2 separate regions of the Sus scrofa genome follow, and region 1 is linked to region 2. Evidence: chromatin contacts called from public targeted proximity ligation data. All regions are on one chromosome and are shown on one strand. The core of a region is the stretch at or near the end of the contact, and the rest is flanking DNA. Distances in the headings are between cores, read along the strand shown. Region 1 has its middle 23 kb from the start of ATP2B1. Region 2 has its middle 220 kb from the start of ATP2B1.

Region 1 (2,993 bases), core at 479-2,978, 200 kb after region 2:
TCCTATATTTATTTGGGGGGTTATTTGTTCAGCTTTTTATTGTGGTAAATTCCATGTAACATAATATTTACGACCCTAGTCATTTTTAATGTACAGTTCAGTCATAATTAAGTCCCTTCATATTGTCATGCAACCATTGCCACCACCTCTATCTCCAGAACTTTTTTTTTTTTTTTTTAGGGCTGCACCTGTGGCATATGGAGGTTCCCAGGCGAGGGGTCGAATCAGAGCTGCTGCAGCTGCTGGCCACAGCAATGCCAGATCTGAGCTGCATCTGTGATCTATTCCACGGCTTGTGGCAACAGTGGATCCTTAACACCCTGAGAGAGGCCAGGGATCAAACCTGCATCCTCATGGATACTAGTCTGGTTCTTAACCTGCTGAGCCACAATGGGAACTCCTCCATAGCACATTACCTCTTGCAAAACTGAAACTCTATGCCCATTAAACAATAACTCCCCATTTCTGTTAACTCATGTTCTGCAAGAGCCTACCACATGGTACTTAATACATTTTTGCTGACTTTATAAATAAATGCCTTTCGCAAAACTTCAGATGCCATCTCTACAGGGAATATTGCCAAATTTATAATTCAAGTAGGCTCTATTTCACGTTCCCTCAGTTCTGTCCAAATTATGCTCTGCTCTGTACACTAACTGTTTGCGCTGTGCCTCTTGCATCTTTATAATTCGCCAGTGTCATTAACATTTTTCTCTTAGACATAGCAAATGTTTACTAAAAGTCTAATGAGCGAATAAATGACTTAATACCAGAGTCATGAGTGTTGGGGCTCCCACTACCTCAAAACCCAGCTACCCTTTTTCGCACCTCCTGCCTAGCGCCACATCTGCTCGAGTGTGTTCAAGACGAGATGTTCTCGATAAGAAGGAGACAGGCCACCAGCTGGGAAACACACAGAACCGTATTCTTAATACTGTCAAAACCATGGTTTCCCATGATATGTTGACGGCCTTACTTTCTTTTCTGTTTGTTTGTTTTTAAGTTTTATTGAAGTCGAGCTGATTTACAAAGTTGTGATCATTCCTGCTGTACAGCAAAGCGAGTCAGTTATACATGCGCACACATCCATTCTCTTTCAGATTCTTTTTCCATATAAATTGTCACAGAATATGGGGTAAATTTCTCCGTACCGTACAGCAGGTCCTCGTTGATGGCCTTATTTAGGTGCCAGTGCTTTGGGAGGCAGCAGCTGAGAAAAGATGGAAAGTAAGGAAGAACTGAGCCAGTATATCTCCATGGGGAACTGGGGATTAAAAACAAAAATCAAACAACAACAACAAAAACAGGCTTCCAGGAATTCTAACGGCTCAAGAATCTACTGGTCCTCTGGAGAAAAAAAAAAAATCAAAATGGAAAAAGTAGAAAACCATAATGACCACTCTCTTGCCCAAAAAGAAACGGGAAGAGGGACCACCCCACCGAAAGTAGGGAAAAGATCAAGATGTTTAGACTCCATCCTGTAATAACCATTCATAGCAGCGAGGAAGAAAATCTGGGGGGAAGACACATGATTTTGTCACTCACATTTATTTCCTCTTAGACCCTAGGAAATGCTCCAGAGTCTTTGGCAGAAGTGCCTGTGAATTAGAGTCAGGCTAACATTGGGATCGTAGAAGGGAGCTGCGCGCAGTGGTGAAAAGGGATCCCCTCCAGACCTCTGAGACAAGGAAGGGGTGACAGCTGCAGTGACAGGACAGGTGGATGGACCAGAGCCAGCAGCAGGCTGGAGAATGAGAGCTGGCAGCATGGACAGATGCTTCCTGGCCACTGTGGAGAGGACAGGAGCAAGGAGATATGGGGAGGCTGAGAGGTCCAGGGGCTTAAATAGGTGGAAACCTGGAGGCCCTCATTTATCTCTCCTGCCCTGCAGGGCTGTTGTTCCAAGAAAAGAGGAAGCACAGTTAGATCAACTCAGTTGAATGGTCTGTTCTTTGAATTGAAGTTTCAGCCACAAAGTGGGTCATGGGAGGTCTGTGTGTCCTAACTCAGAGAGAGCTCGTTTGCCATACTTTTACATGGGATGAATCTTTTCATTCAACCGAGGGTTAAACCTCTCCATACAACTAGATCTGAGAAGTTGAAACTGACTTCCGAGGGCTGTGCAACCAAGTGGCATGGTCTCGTCCACATCCCAGAACCACGTTTCTCATTCAGGGCCTCTATTTTTAAAAGCTTCTCTTTGGACACCTAGATGAGAAGCTGTAGGACTTGGGGGGGAAAAGAGTCGGAGGCTCTCTGGTGATAGAAAAATGTTTTGACTCTCATAAGCTCCATCGGCTGGCCTCAGCCCAAATTCAGGAGCAGCATACAAAGATTTAGAACCCGCACGACATGAAAACACACATCAGGAAACTCATCCAGCACCTCTTCTCATTGGCTTCAAACTTTCTGAAAAATTGCCACATCTTCTTACCTGGCATTTGGTGGCACATCTTCTAATTACTTACTGAGCCATGGCTCTGGGTACTTTTTTCCTAGTGTTTCTCCCTTCGCTCTGCAAGGAGCAGCCTGTTATACTGGGGTAGGAGGGAGAACACCAGCCAGGCCCGCGGTCTCCTTCCAGTGAAGGAAATCAGACACCAGAGCAACTTGATGCAGGCGAGTACCTTATCATGCGATGCAGGATGAAAAAAGCCGAAATTCAGTTTTACTCAATAATTGCATTCCACACCACACTCCCTCCAGGGCCTTTGATGCTGAAGAATCCATCTGAATTTCTAAAGGCTGAAAGAAAGTCTTAAAAGAGGAGGTTAGAGATGAGGAATGTTATTAACATCGGTGGGGATGTCAACAGAAACAAAAGGCAAAGGACCCAACTGACAATAGGGAAAAAATGTTTTCAGTGTTTTCAGACGGTGTGTCTGCTTGGTCCCACTTGTTGAAATTTGCATTAACTTAGCACATCAATGAATGATGGGGTGGGTGTCCCATTTGGTTGTCTTTCTAAGAGCCATTCTTTCTTCTTTTTGTTT
Region 2 (3,058 bases), core at 444-2,943:
CTGTCCTCTGGTGTAAAGAGTAAAATCTTCAATGGACAAAGCTTTAAATTTTAAATTAAAATAAAATTTTCACTTGTACTTATCTATCTGTTTTTTTCACAAAAAGCAGTGTAAATGCTGCCTCAATTTTAAGTTTCTCTTTATATCCTCTAGGTTCACTAATGAGAGGAAAGACTTGTACTATTTATATATGTCAAAACATTTTTGGAAACAAGTGCCTGAAAGCCGGTAAGGACGCTTACTGGTTCAAGTAAATGGATGTCCGGTGAAGAGTGGACATCACCGTAGGTTAATCAGACAAGTCCGCGATGTCGCCAAGGACCTAGATTCTTTCCCCAGCCCCCTGACTGCAAGGCAGTGGCCCGTGATACACAAGGCTACATTCTCCCTTTTCCACATGGAGAGGGAAATTAAATGTGCCCCTTTTCCAGTCATGGAATGAAAGTCCTCCTTCAATCTGATTATTCAAAGTTATGGGAAGACTGGCTTAGCTCTGGGCTCTCAAAGCAGTCACTAGAAAATGGCATGGAATTCAGCAAACCATTGTCCTCTTTGGAGCTGAATTCAAACCTCGCTAATGCCACATACTGGGGGAGAATGGAAGAGGTGTCAAAAGCAGCATCCTCCTACTAACTATGGTTAAGGAGAGAAAAGTCTGGTGAATCTTTAGCATACGCAGAGGCCAGGAAGATGACTGTATTTCAACAGTTTATTACTGGAAACTGAAGTGCATTCGTACGTTCTTTTACTCGATTAGTTTGTTCAGTGTTTTCTTCCTTCACATGAAATACATTTTTAGAGTGTCCGGAGTTTTTCATTTTCCTGTTTTTTAACTAAAATCCACTTTGATTACCCAATGCCATTTTGGCTTCATGGTTATCTCTATTAATTGTTGAATGTCTGCATTAGCTATCTTAATTTAAAAAACAAATATCTCAATGTCCTACCAGCTGTTAACAGCTTACTTACTGGATGTGTTTTTTCAAAACTTTTTTTTTTTTTAAGCTTTCTATTTAGTGAGGAAAGCGGTTTCTGTTTTTCATCCTGCTCTTTTCCAATGTCAATAAATATGAACATTTATTGTTCATATTTAGTTCCCATCATGGCTCAGTAGTAACAAACCTGACTAGTATCCATGAGGACACGGGTTTGATCCCTGGACTTGCTCAGAGGGTTAAGGATCCAATGTTGCCGTGAGCTGTGGTGTAGGTCGCAGATGCTGCTCGGATCTGGCGTTGCTGTGGCTGTGGTGTAGGTCCAAGGCTACAGCTCCAATTTGACCCCTAGTCTGGGAACTTCCATATACCACAGGTGCGGCCCTAAAAAGACCAAAAAAATGTGATTAATTCATTGCTTTGATTTCTCAAGAAAATTGAGAAGGAAAATTGTATCCATGGAGAAACTAAATAAATGATAGAATCAAAAAATAAAAATTTACTCTTCATGTGGAGAATTAGCCTTTTCCATACCCAGTCCAACCCCCCCTCCTTAACCATCAAAGAGCACAGATGTGCACATGCACGCATGCACACACAGAGACTCTAGGAAGGAGAATAGAATGTTTCCTTAGAAAAAAAACAAAGTTTTGATTCTCTAAACTCTGGGCATGGCATTTTGCTGGGTGTATTAGTATACAGTTCTTCATTGGCAGAAAATGGTGTGAACCATCCGACCAGCCTGAACCACCCCTTTTGATGTGTGTGATTCCATGGCTGAAGTCCTAGGGTTACAAGGTTGGGGAGTTAGAGGAAGAGATCAAATATCTCAATAGTTTCTCTTTCCTATTAAATGCCTTTAGAAAATCATTGCTATTTTATACAGCCTGTAACCTTCGCCCCACAAAGACCTCAGATAAATGCCCTAGAGCTTATTTTTTAACTTTTATTCTCCTATGACTGTTGAATTGTTATCAATAATCAGTTCTCGCTGTTCCCCTTGAATAATCCTTCTGTTTCTAAAAAAGAATATTTACTAATAACAAGGTCAAAGGGTGCCAGGTTTCTGGTTTCCAGCTGGGTGCTATGACTCTCTCATTCCATTTTCTGCTATTTATGTTCCAGCCTTGACCCAGGCTTATATATCAGGGGAGGGAGTCATCTCAACTTTCTCACATCTCGATTGTGAAAGAGGCAGACTAAAGAGGCAGACTTAGTCATGAGATTCTTTCTGTAGGAATCCAGACAGGTTACTACTGCCACGGAAGAAACACAGAGCTATGGTTTCCAGAAGAGGATTCCAATGTGCTAATCTTTCTTCTCCCTTAACAGGAAGGAACATTTTCTCCAACGGTTACTATCACACTAGCTTGGAGAGAATTTCCTGCTTCCTCATCTCAAGTGTGCAGACTCACTAATCATAGAATTGAATGCCCTCACAGAGGCAAAATCAGGCTAAGACAAGTCTACCAGTATGTGTCAAATGACATGACTTTACCTTAACAGACAGTCTGGTATTTCACAGAAGCAATCTAGGACATATCCTGCAGGGGTCTGTTGTAAGTGTTGAATGAGCTAATTTCTGTGAAGCCCTTAGAATAAAGCCTGGCATACAGTGAGTGCTCAACTATTATTATTATGACATAAAGTAGCCTGGTCTGGAAAGCATGAAATCTGACTCTTCTACAGTCTACTTGTGTGATGTTAGAAGAGTCACTCAAGTTCTCTGAGCCTCAACTCCTGATCTAGAAAATGGGAATAGGGAGTTCCCTTTGTGGCTCAGTGGGTTAAGGACCCATCTAGTATTCATGAGGATGTGGGTTCGATCCCTGGCCTTGCTCAGTGGATTAAAGATCTGGCATTGCCATGAGCTGTGGTGTAGGTCACAGATGTTGCTTGGATCCTGCGTTGGTGTGGCTGTGGCGTAGGCCGGCAGGTGCAGCTCTGATTCCACCCCTAGCCTGGAAACTTTCATATGCTGCAGGTGCAGCCCCAAAAAGCAAGAAAAAAAGGTGGGGGAATAATTGCATCTCTCACACAGGTTTTTCAAGGGCTGATGTAATCAAGAGTAGTAAAGGTTTTAGAACTCTTCATGAGCTGTGAAGTGACTTGGTACAAATCTT

The links.
Region 1: a targeted proximity ligation map of skeletal muscle shows a contact between it and region 2. A contact is called at or near these places in 1 of 47 Hi-C or Micro-C datasets (skeletal muscle) and 2 of 2 datasets of targeted methods (alveolar macrophages and skeletal muscle).

The regions. Positions count from the first base shown.
Region 1 is chr5:92,912,508-92,915,500 of Sscrofa11.1, forward strand. No RefSeq gene overlaps it. Among named protein-coding and RNA genes, the nearest start is that of ATP2B1, 23 kb to the right of the region's middle.
Region 2 is chr5:92,715,923-92,718,980 of Sscrofa11.1, forward strand. No RefSeq gene overlaps it. Among named protein-coding and RNA genes, the nearest start is that of ATP2B1, 220 kb to the right of the region's middle.